2 separate regions of the Danio rerio genome follow, and region 1 is linked to region 2. Evidence: chromatin contacts called from public Hi-C data. All regions are on one chromosome and are shown on one strand. The core of a region is the stretch at or near the end of the contact, and the rest is flanking DNA. Distances in the headings are between cores, read along the strand shown. Region 1 has its middle 9.7 kb from the start of mirlet7d-1. Region 2 holds the start of si:dkey-79d12.5.

Region 1 (6,331 bases), core at 3,752-6,251, 38 kb before region 2:
CTGAATTATTATCCCCTGTTAATTTTCCCCCAATTTCTGTTTAACAGAATTTTTCACTTTTCTAAACATTATAGTTTTAATAACTAATTTCTAATAGCTGATATAGTTTATCTTTGCCATGATGACAGAAAATAATATTTGACAACATATTTTTCAAGACACTTCTATACAGCTTAAAGTGACATTTAAAGGCTTAACTAGGTTCATTTACTAGGCAGGTTAGGGTAATTAGGCAAGTTATTTTATAATGACGGTTTGTTCTGTAGACTATCGAAAAAATATATAGCTTTAAGAAGCTAATAATTGACCTAAATGTTTTTTTTTTAAATAAAAATTCTAGCCAAAATAAAACAAATAAGACTTTCTCCAGAAGAAAAGAAATATTATGAGACATACTGTGAAATGCTTATAAGGCTTACAATATATATATATATATATATATATATATATATATATATATATATATATATATACTGTGTTCAGCATATATAAGTACACCACTCACAAATCTATCTTTTAAATTCATATTATTAATAGGAAGCTATACAACATCATATTTGTGCATATACATTAGATTAGTCAGTACTCAAGCCAAATCTGGAGCTTATCTAACAAAATAACTTATAATAACGGTCCAGAAACTAGTACACCCAAATTTAAATGTTATAGAAAAATATTGAATATAAATTTTAAAAAGAGGAAAAATCAACAGAAGCAAAATAATGGAAAAAATTAGTTAAAATTTGTAGGTTGTATTTTTTTGCAATACTTTGCTTGAATTAAATTGTATTTTTCTTTTTCTAAATATGTTTGGTGACTAAAATGTTATTTTAATAAATATATCTGTTTAATATATCTGTTATGTTTAAATGCACCAAAACACATTGCCTATTTTCACCGAAAAATTAAGAAAAATATTTCTTTTCAAAATGGGGTGTTCTCAATCATGCTGAGCACTGTATATATGATATTAGTCAATTATTAGTCCTCCTGTTATATGTTAATTATTTAATATTTTTTCCACAGTTTCTGTTTAATGGAGAGAAGATTTCTTTTCAACACCATCCTGCAATTTAAAGGCTTAACTGTGTTAATTAACTTAACTTGGCAAGTATATAAAATGTATAAATAAATGAAAAAAATTTGATCACCTTTCTTATCATGTCTTATCACCTTTCTGGGCAAATTTCCTCAGCAATCCCTTATTTCTGCCTCTTTGCAAAACCTTCGCTACATTTCAAGGTGGCAAATAAAGTGGTTGAACGTGTTGCTATGGGAACACATTCCCTGGCAACCCCGGGCAGCCCGGCAACGTGCCAAGCGGTTGCTAGGGCAGAGTTGTCAATCACGTCAGAGGGGTTATTGTGTATGCCAGGCATGTTGGTGGGACTGAGCTCTGCTGCTGAGAAAACAGAGATACACACACACTCACACACACAGCTCTGGTCATCAGCAAAATATGAAGGTCAGTTGGCATTGTATGCGCACAATGGAATGCAAAAGAAATTCAGGGACAATGAGAAATATTCAGAGCAACCTGACGTCCAACAAAGCCATTCATGGAAGAAAAGATTGAGAGACAATCTTTTGACGCAGATATGATAATAGCTGGTTCATATCTTTCATATTTCTGCTGGGCTTTAAAGCTGTTCTCATAGGAACATAAGCATAGGCTTCGCCACTGAATAGGCTGAAAACAGGCTTTTAAGAGTTTAAGGTTTCGATTCATAGCTGAGTTTCAGCTCAGGTGTGTGTGTGTGTGTGTGTGTGTGTGTGTGTGTCTGTTTTGTAGGTAAAGAAGACAAAGGCTGGAGAGTGATGTTGGGACAGAGACGTTTGGTTACCTGATCACTGACCAGCTGGTCTGCTGATGTGGCATGAGGAGTGAACACCTGTAGTCCCTCAGGAGAACCAGAGCTGATCTCAGGTGATGCGTCCCAGCTTCTGAAAACACAAAAGAGTGAAGTCTTAAAAGACATAAAATACACAAATGTGAACTACAGTTTTAGATAAAAGTCAAACCTAAAACTGTTTAAAATGTTACATTAGACTTCAAAATAAAGTCCACAAAAATATTAAGCGGCATTTCGACAATCCACATAAATAGGGAGTTCATTCATTTTCTTTTCGGCTTAATCTCTTTATTAATCAGGGGTCACCACAACGGAATGAACTGCCAACTTATCCAGCATATGTTTTACACATCAGATGCCCTTCCAGCTGCAACACATCACTAGGAAACACCCATACACTACAGCCAATTTAGCGAATTCCATTCACCTATACCGCATGTCTATGCACTGTGGGGGGAAATAGGCAGTTCTTTATAATCAAATACTGTATTACAGTGCTTTAATTTCTAATGTATAAATATTACGGCCTCGTTTTTGCAGTTGAATCAAATTAACTTCTCTAGTCATCTCACTTACACCAAACAAACTGACTAAAAATCAAGTTAAACTTTGCATAACTGATTAAATTGTTCAAATAAGTTAAAGTAACACAAAAACATTTGCTGACATGACTTTTTATCATATCATTTTTAGGTAATATACACTTAAGTAATATACTTAGGTAACTTAGACCATATAGACAATTTCAATGTGGTGATGTCATTGGCCCATGAACATTTCTTGCTTGTTATCAAACTATTTCATAATTGTAACAAGAGGCAATTCAATGTTAATGTTAAAACAGCTATCATAACATTATTTATCAATATGTGTCTTTTTTGGATTTTCGGAAGCTATAGAAATTAAAAATGTAAAACAGGAAATACATTGAGATCATTGCTTTTGTTTACTTCCCTTGAAATGCTCTATACTTAGGTTAAAAGTAAGCATTTCTTTGTGGAGTTTGCATGTTCTCCCTGTGTTCACGTGGGTTTCCTCCAGGTTCTCCGGTTTCCCCTACAGTCACAAACCAAACGCATGCGGTATAGGTGAATTGAATAAGCTAAATTGGCCGTAGTGTATGTGCGTAAATGAAAGGATGTATGGGTGTTTCTCTGTGTTGGGTTGCGGCTGGAAGGGCATCTGCTGCATAAAATATATGCTGGATAGGTTGGCGGCTTATTCCGCTGTGTCAACCCCTGATGAATAAAAGGAGTAAGTCAAAAGAAAATGAATGAATGAAAGTAAACAACATCCTTATTCTGATTTGTATTTTTGGAGCCTTTTCATAAGTCTGTCATCATAATCTTAAAAAAAAAAAAAAAAAAATATATATATATATATATATATATATATATATATATATATATATATATATATATATATATATATATATATATATATATATATATATTTTTTTTTTTTTAATAAAAAACCTATAAACATTTATGTTTATGACTGTATTATTGTCTTTGCGTCAAATTACAAAAAATAATAATAATAATAATTACCGCTTGTTCGAGGTCTTTCTAATGCAAAGTAAATTTGACATCATTTTCTCCTCTGACTGCTGTCATCACTCACAATTTTTTTTCTTTTTCTGAAAGTCTTGATAACACCTTCGTGGAGTTTTTCTTTTATTTTTTCAACAAAAAGGATTTTTAAAAAAAATCTCTGATTCACTGCAATCTAAGTTTACCAAACTATGATGTCTTCCGCTACTGAGAAACCCGGAAATGTGAAAAGGGTCTATTAAAATAGACAAATGCATAAGTGATCAAACTAAAAGCTATTATATTTTTTAAACAATTAAAACATCTTGCTGATAAATGCATAAAACCTAGGATAGTGGTAAAGTCTAACAATTTAAAAAAAAAAGTTATTAGTAACTCGGGGCATTACTATGATTATACAGTTAAAGTCGGAATTATTAGCCCCCCTTTGAATTTATAATTTTTTTTTATATTTCTCACTTATTTTTCTTCTAGAGAAAGTTTTGTTTGTTTTGATCCAGCTAGAATAAAAGCAGTTTTAATAAAAAAAAAAAAAACATTTTAAGGTCAAAATTATTAGCCTCTTTAAGCTATATTATTTTTCAGATAGTCTACAGAGAAAACTATCGCTATACAAAAACTTCCCTAATTACCCTAACTTGCCTAGTTAGCCTAATTAATCTAGTTAAACCTTTAAATGTCACTTTAAGCTGTTTAGAAGTGTCTTGAAAAATATCTAATCAAATATTATTTACTGTCATCATGGCAAAGATAAAATAAATCAGTTATTAGAAATGAGCTATTAAAACTATTATGTTTACAAATCTGTTGAAAAAAAATCTTCTCTCTTAAACATAAATAAAAATATACAGGAAAAAATAAACAGGGGGGCAAATAATTCAGACTTTAACTGTTTATCATAAATTGATTCTTGCTCTAAATAGATTTTTTGATATAAACTATTGTTTCAGATTTTAGAGGGTGCCTTCATGGTAGTCATGGTAAAAATGTATCATGCTCATGATTTTTGTGTACGGTCAAATTCAACAGGACACATTGTAGAGTACAAATAAAGATACAGCTGAATTCGCTTATTACTTTGATGCTTTTCTAGTTTGACCCACTTACATTGATTTTACTCTTTGAAAGCCATCAAAACCCTTTCGCCATGTGTTTTATTCAGAAACAGTTGACAAAAAAACAACAACAAACATTTTATTAATATTTTGTTACATAACTGAAAGGCATTCACACATTTAAAAGACCAGTCTATGTGTCCACGTTCATTTTGGGATCACAGTGGATTTGAATGTTTTAAAGAATGCAATAAAATACGCTAGATGAAGTAATTTTCGACCTCATACTTGCATGCACGCGCTCATTTTTTCGTTTTCATCCAGACACCCAGGGTTTTCCCCCGACGCATTATCTTACCCAGATAATTGTGACATCATGCCAAGAATTCACATGAGTGTTTAAATATAAACAAACCCCAGCCCCAGATCTCTGGTATGCAATTCATATTTCATGTCTGTTTTGACAGGCTTCTGTGTTCATCTGCATGAGAAAGAAAAGAGGGGAAAAAAACTCTCCCTTCTGCCTGCCAGTAATCTTATCTGCACACACCATATTAAACAGGTCACGCACAGGTCAATGCTCACAACGGAAATAAAACTGAAATGAAAGGATCCGTCAGAAATCAAAGCGAGTTCATTTTCATCACCGATTATCTTCATTCGGGGAGAGAAAAAAGCAAACAAATTCTCTCTTCCAGGCCAATTTCATAGTCTGAAGCATAACATATCTAACGCCATTAAACAGAGCAACATAAATTCCCCATGAGCTGTTATTCTGTTCCACATACTTTGTGTCCTGGGGTGCGAACAGAGCCCACGCTAATCTTATCAGTCCTGACGAGGACTCACAGCGAGTCACAACAACCCTCAGAGGAGAAGAGAAGACAAGATGCAGTTCTGCTTATAGAGAGAGGATTCATTTCAAAGGCCTGTCAGTCGCTGGTTCACAGGAGTCAAGTGTAAATTGGACTTTTATTATGCTTAATAGTTCTTTTACTATCAACGATTGCCAAAGTGGTCATTCTGTAAGCATATTTATATGATTATGGTAATAGGTTTAGGTAATAGGTCAGGTATCAGAAGGCAGATCTTGATAGAAGTCTGTAAATAAAAACCACTATGGCAGGATGGGATGAAGTCTGGAATTATATTTGCTGACTTCTAATGGGTGGAATATTAACTTTTAAAGGGCACCTATTTTACCTCTTTTTAAAAATGTAAGATAAGTCTTTTGTGTCTTCATAATGTGTCTAAAGTTTCAGCTCAAAACGCCCATCAGATTATTTCTTATACATTTTGGAATATTGGAATTTTCTGCTCTCAATAGCTGTTTTTGTTGCCTGTGCCTTTAATGTTGATTCTCCCCGCCCACCGTTCCCACGTGCCTGCCAGAGTGTGCCTCAGTCTCCTGCAGCATCAGATAAACATTGACAAACATGAAGGAAGCAGATCTCAGGTAACATTTGCGAGAAATACTACAGTAAGAACTGCCCCAATAATTATTGGATGTATTTGTTGTGGAGTTAATTCAAGCCTTTCTGCAATGATGAGTCACACATAATGTCGTTGCAATGTTCACACACATGCACGCACACACGCACACAGACACACACACAGCGTGCATTTAACTTTACACTATTTTTGTGTGGCAAATGTGACAGGATACACGGTAATATCCACTGCTGTATGGATATCCGTTATGTTGATGTACTAAAATGTCTTCTTTTATAATTGTACTGACATGCAGCTGTTGTGATAAATATGGTAAAATTGCTGTAATTCATTACAATTGTGCACTGTTTTAAAAACGTTATAAAGGGCACCTATGGTAAAAAATCTACTTTTCAAGTTGTTTGGACAGACGTGTGTA
Region 2 (6,899 bases), core at 3,558-6,057:
GGAGAACAATCCCATTAGGAACACTTCACTTCTAATGCAGACAAACTGTTCTTTTGCCCAAGGACAATCATTACCTGGGGGTGCGAGGGGGTGCAGAGGGACTGTGTGTGTGTGTGTGTGTCTGTCTGTGTGTGTAGAGGTAACTGTGCATGAGAGGATGGTATGCTTATACTGGTGCTGATCTTGAAAGGCCATCGCTATCGATTGCATTAAGCTTGCTGGGAGCCTGGGAAATCGATACATTTTTAAAGGCGAAGCAACTAGCAGATAGCATTTTGTGTTTGAAGGCTTCAGTGACATGAAATGGACGTTAAAGTGGTTATTTACAGTGCTCAGCATATATAAGTACACCCCTCACAAATCTATCTTTTAAAATTCATACTTTAGTAGGAAGCTACAATATTATATTTGTGCATATACACTAGGTTAGTCTGTACTGAAGCCAAATCTGGAGCTTATCTAACAAAATAACTTACAATAAGTCCAAAAACTAGTAAATCCTAATTTATATGTTATAGAAAACTATTAAATACAAATTTTAAAAAGAGGAAAAATCAAGAGAAGCTAAAATTGAAAAATTTAGTTAAAATTTTGAATGTTTTTTTTGCAATATTTTGCTTGAATTTAATTGTACTATCTTTCTATTTCTAAATATGTTTGGTGACTAAAATACAATTTAAATAAATATATCTGTATAGTTAATTAATTATTTAATTAATTAATTAATTAATAAATCTGTTTAGTTTAAATGCAAAAAAATCCATTGCCTATACTCACTGAGAAATAGATACAAGTATTCATTTTCTAAATAGAGGGTACAAAAAAAGCATAAAAAAATCGAATAAATGAAAAAAAAAAATTAAATACTGAAAACCCAGCCCAATATATATACATATATATATATATATATATATATATATATATATATATATATATATATATATATATATATATATATATATATATATATATATATATATATATATATATACACGCACACACACAACTGTGGGAAAAAGTTGAGTTTCTTTGAATTTCTATTGGTCAATATGTAAAAAGTGTACTGTAATCAAAATTTGAAAATGAGTTTCAAATAAAAACATTGATATTTTATTGCCTAAAATGATTATATACATGCCACTCTTTTTCAACTTTGTGCAAAAAAAGCATATAAACATTTGGTTTTAACTTTAGATGATTAGTATTTCACAGAATAAAACTGCTATTTCAGAAATATTACTAACACATTTAAAATAACCTTTTTTTTAAAAACTGTAGATATTTTTAATAAAAGAAACAACAACTAAATGCTAAAACAAAAGCTACAAATTTTTTATTAAACTGAAAATGAAAAACAGAAAATATTCAAATAAAAACTATTAATATATACAGCATGTATTCATTATAAAAAACATATATTTCTGTGTATTGTAGGCATGGGACTATAACCGTTTTCAAGGTATATTGCGGTTTGGAAAAGACAAGGTTTTTAAACTGCCAAAACAGATTTATTTATTTAAGTTTTGTTTATTTATTTATTTATTTATTTTTTTAGAACAACAGTTTCTTCAGCAGAAAAGATATCTAAAGATGTCATTTTAAATTGTAAAAAAATCTGTGTTTTCGAACCAAATCACCAAACCAACCAAACCACGAGACAGCAAAAGTCAATTATTATTATTATTATTATTATTATTATTTAGCCTGACATGTTTAATGTTTAAAAATATTTTAAAGGTTTCTCAAAATGAAATAAACGTGTTCAATATTGGAAAAAAAATTTTTTTTAACCCAGACATTTAAAAAGTATATATCTTAGAGCATTAATCACAATACCGTTAAACTGTGATATTTTTATCCAAGGTTATCATACAGTCAGAACCTTATACCAGCCCATGCCTAGTGTATTGCTTCAAACTTGCATCAAGAACAGCATACAAACCCTAATCCATACATAGTTTCCTCATCATTTATCATTTCCCATGGCCTTCAAACACTTGTGATTTTTAATATGAGGTAATATTCTGCCAAAGTAGCAATAAGTGAAAGAAATAAAGCTCACCTATCTTATTGGTGTGGATAAGAAGCCAGGGACTTGTGGGAAGGTGGAAAACCTGGGGAAATAAAGAAAAATTAAAAAGTATTTTCAGAAATTAAAGGTAAAATCATGTGCAGTTTCTCGAGTAGCACATTGCCAAACTGGCACAAATTCTGACCGAACTAAATTATTTCCTAAAATGGCAAAAATTACACCCAACACTCCCTGAATTGGTTATTGGGTGGTCAATCTGCTAGCCCTGCCCTTAAATGCATGTGATTGGTTGAGCTGCTGTTGCTGGGCTGGTTAGGATGCACAATCAAGCATAATGTTTCAATTTTGGGGGGAAATCAACCTACGAATGGCCAAAATGTTACATTCGAGAACTCTCTCTCTCTATTGGGAAGGAAAAAAATTCAAATGATTAGAAAACACACTTTCCTTCATTAGAATTCGAATAACACCAACCTCTCAAGGGCCGATCAAGGTGCCAGGTCAAAAGAATGCCTCACACTTTTAAATCAAGTGGGACGCCAAAAACACCCATGGCTCTTTGAGCAAATTAATTGCTTGTTCAAAGGCACGCAGGAAAAATCCAATCAGTCTACCAGCTGAGGACTGGAATTACCCACTGACAAGGAATCTGAAGCCAAGGATCTATAGTCAGTCGGAAAAGACAATGAAGGAGTAGAAAATAAGGAGAAATCACAGTTTTTCCTTTCTGTTCTTAAATTCCTGTTACAGCATGTAGGCAGATTTATTATTCCCTCTGCTGCACTCTCAGTACAAATCTTATTGAAAATTGTCAATGGCCATCTGATTTTCTTTTTTAAAATTTTTGTACTCCTCCCTTTCTTTGAGGCACATGCTGTAAGATCTGACTGTGCCTGAAGAGGAATGATATAAAGATGATTGAACTTTTATCTCACGCTGCTTTCTAAACTCTTCTCTAGAATTGATACCATCATGGCGTTTGCCATTTTCAATACAAGTAAGCTGATCTATAAGCAGGTTGATGAACACGCTCTTACATCAGATCCTCACCCGAGAGCACCAGAATTGAGAGGAAAAGGAAAGAGAAGGGATCAATTCTGCCATCTGCTGCAGATCCGGAGAAGTTCATCCTCTATTGATCTATACTGATATACTGGAATGCCACTGAATGAACGAAGTGTGTTGGGGAGAAAGTTACAATTAATGGCATTGTGTAATTTAGGTACAAAATAAATTTACATGTAATCTGTTACAGATATTGAGAAAAAGGTTTAATTAAATTGCATTCACTTATTGAGTATCTGAATGATGTTCTGTGAAAAGCTAGGGTGTTTTAAGTAATATAAATTACACTGTAAAACCCAAAAAGTTAAGGTAACTCAAACCATTTGAGGAAACCGATTACAACAAACCATTTTGCAAAAAGTATTCCTAATGAGTACTGTGAACTTATTCCATTTGAGTAAATGAAGCAATCTGAGCACAGTAAACCCCAATAAATGAAAACAAATAAATAACTCAAACAAAGTGAGTACTGTAAAACTCAATAAGTTAAGACAACTCAAACCGTTTGAGAAAACCGATAACAACAAACCATTTGAGTTAATAAAAAACTAATCTATATCAGTACTCTGAACTTACTCCATTTAGTTGAAGTAATAAGGTATTTAATTAACTTATTACCTCCAACACTGAGTTCAAAACTCTTTTCAAATGAGTAGAATTAACTTTTAGCAAATTTTGAGTTAACTATACTCATTTCATTTGATAAAGTTGACTGTTGGGTTTTACAGTGTAGTTGTTTTGATAGCTTATGATGTTTTTAATTAACATATTAACTGTTAAATTCCCCTCCCCCATGTGTTGTTAGTTGCCAGTGTTTCATTATTTGATTTCAAAAACAGTATTATGGCTATTATTATAATTTCTAATCTGCATTTAACCTTAGAACGGTATAAAAATACAGAGATGCCACTGGCACTGATGCCATTGGTTTTGTGGGGGTTGTGTCACAAGTTACGCAAGTTAATTACGTAGCTTGTCATCTGTTACATTAGAGTTCTGAAGTAAACTTCCCAACACTATGTGAATAAATAAATAAAAATTCCTCATGAATGTATAATTACTTTACTATGTTTATCTTTAATTAAATAACGAATCAATGAATTCATCATTCATTAATTTATATGTGTGTTATTTCTTGATATGTATATTTTTTTATATTTTGTCAGCTTTGGCATTTTATATTCAAAGGCATACCAGTTAAAATGGTTCAGTATAATTGGAGAAACTCCCCTTTACTTAATAAACAGTATAACTTAATCAGCATTTTTATTATGGCTTCTTAATATATTTATTTGCTTATCTATTATTGTCATAATGTACTTTTTAATATTGCTGTAGTATGCTATACTTTTGTTTTGAGAATATATCCATGGGACATACTTTACCATTTCAATTCCTCTTACAGATGAGGAAAAACATGAAAGATTTAACCAGATGAGGCAACAAACACGAGAAGTTTCACACGTTGTTTAGAATTTCTCGACGTCACCAGAAGGAATGTTCATAGTAGCAAAATGTCTTGAAAATTGTATCATTCGCTTACTTCCTACTACTCTCATTGACCATGTTTGGGCTTTGAGTGAGTCACCGTCAAAACAGACACGACTGCTAGTAGTAGAAAGGGTGTAAAGCTTGTACTGTATGGACAAGGAAGTGAGTCATATGCTAATCACTGACGGTAAAATGACGTGTTTGCTGATCGACCGACCAACACCACTGAGAAAACGTGGAACTCTAGCGAACTACAACAAGGAAACAACGTGTTAACTCAGGGTATCGTCCTGTTTGGACATAACAGTTTTGATCTGAGGAAGTACAGCTAAACACAAAGAAACACATCCAGCCGTTTGGGATTCAGCTTGTATTGGTAAGGAGTTAAATTATCTATCAACGATAAAGAATAAGTAAGATTGTAGACTTTTTGTTTGTTTGTAAAAAGGGTAGGAAATTAAGTAGGCTTATATTATCAAAAAATTTATTTTATGTGGGTTGTATGAAGTGTTAAAATATTTATCATGATTAAACTTGTTAGGCTACCTTGTTATACTGTTCGTGTCATCTTTGATGTTGTGAAAGAGAACATACACAATTATATATATATATATATATATATATATATATATATATATATATATATATATATATATATATATATATATATATATTAGTTTTGGAGTTTTGACCTTTCCGGGGAATTTCCAACGCTGGACTTTCTCAACCTCTGTAAAAAAAGACCGTTGCATGTGGCGTTCGTGTAGCACGTGACAGAATGTTAGATGCGCTTTTTTGTTCTTTATACAGTCAAATGGCCCATGGGTTTCATTAATAGACTGTAACTATAGAGTAGAACATTGCAATACTATAGGCTATGTTCTCTGACAAGTTTAAAAAAGTAGACGGATGAATGCAAGCAGTCAGAAATGTGCGCACTGAAAGCATTTGACTAAAATTATTACTTATTTAAAACGTGTGATTCACTGTAAGTAAAATATTTAGAATGAAGTGACGGTTTTACATTTATACATTATATCATGTCTTCCTAGATGATGTAAAGAATGAATCATTGTTTTAATTCGGTAAAATTGTCGTAAGTAACCGTTTTTTATTTTATTTATTATCTATATTTATTGTTTTTATTAATGTTGTTTTTGTGTATTATTTATTGGCATTTGATTATATTATAATTTTTATACCTGTTGCTGAAAAAAATCTGATATTTTGTCTTTAGCCCAGCTATAATTCAAAGTTAGTTTGATTGTTTCTTTTCTTCAAATTTCTGGTTTAGAAACTTGAATCAGCTGTCATGTTTAGCCTACCTCAAATGCAGCCTCCATTTTTAATATTTGAATATGATGTTAGACATTAAATTACCGCAGTTGTCATAGCCTAGCTCTGTACAAAACCCTCAGCAGCACCTGTTGACCTGCTCAATACTCGCATTATACATGTGAGTCAGCAGCTGCTCAAGCCACACACTTGATATTGAAGCATGCCATTCTGCTTTTCTTAGCAGTTTGCAGACTCTGTCACAAGTGACCCAAGAGTTAGACATGTAGGTGGAAAGCAGATTTAATCTGATTCCGAGCTCTGTTTGAGTCCTTAGAACATAGTAAATTAGACTTATTATTGTGTCACTCAGATCAGCATTCTGACTAACGTATGAGTAAAGTCGCAGTGTGTTGCTCAAAGGTTGCATAATACAACAACCTCAGCCAGCATGCCTACACTGGCAGATAATTGCTCATTTTTGCTTAATAAGTATTATATAAATATTCTATTCTGTTTGTTTGTGTTTATTTATTTAAATTAAATTATTATATGTTAATAAATAAATTATTATTATATTATTGTTATAGATTATCATGTTTCACAAAATAAAACCAAACGTGTAATTAAACAGCTGTAAATTGAAGAATAAAAGTACTAATTAAACAATTTATTTGTGTTTGTTTTACTTAATTTAAACCGAACAAAGTGATTCATTGGCTTTACTAGCTTGGAGATTTCCAAAAATCAAATTCATTTTATTAAACTATTACAATTACCTTACTTTACCTTAGAAAAAGTTGTTAATAGTTACATTAAAAAAACAACAACATGCAAAGAAAAAGCCATCAGCCTTTCGTTTTTTTTTTTCTTTCTTTTTTCTTTTTTTGTGAACCCTGGGGTGATTATATTAAATACACAGCACATTGATTTTATGACACCAGATTAAAAACCAGACACCAGATATCTGACACCTTTACGGCACTTACGTACATGCAAAAATAAATACAGGTCACAACTGAACATGGAGGATGAT

What was found. Hi-C and Micro-C count contacts between places; a contact is called where the count stands out from the background.
Region 1: a Hi-C map of an unstated tissue shows a contact between it and region 2, with 3 times the contacts expected there. The contact joins the enhancer-like site here to the promoter of si:dkey-79d12.5 in region 2. A contact is called at or near these places in 2 of 18 Hi-C or Micro-C datasets (caudal fin and an unstated tissue).

Annotation. Positions count from the first base shown.
Region 1 is chr16:26,162,766-26,169,096 of GRCz12tu, reverse strand. It overlaps a transcript of spaca6 not described here. Among named protein-coding and RNA genes, the nearest start is that of mirlet7d-1, 9.7 kb to the left of the region's middle. Within about 2 kb of position 5,001, at least 12 of the 62 cell types and tissues checked have an H3K27ac peak or open chromatin away from gene starts, as enhancers often do.
Region 2 is chr16:26,124,459-26,131,357 of GRCz12tu, reverse strand. It overlaps si:dkey-79d12.5, which reads left to right and starts at 4,807. Exons shown (of 4, transcript XM_021466913.3): 1 at 4,807-4,964.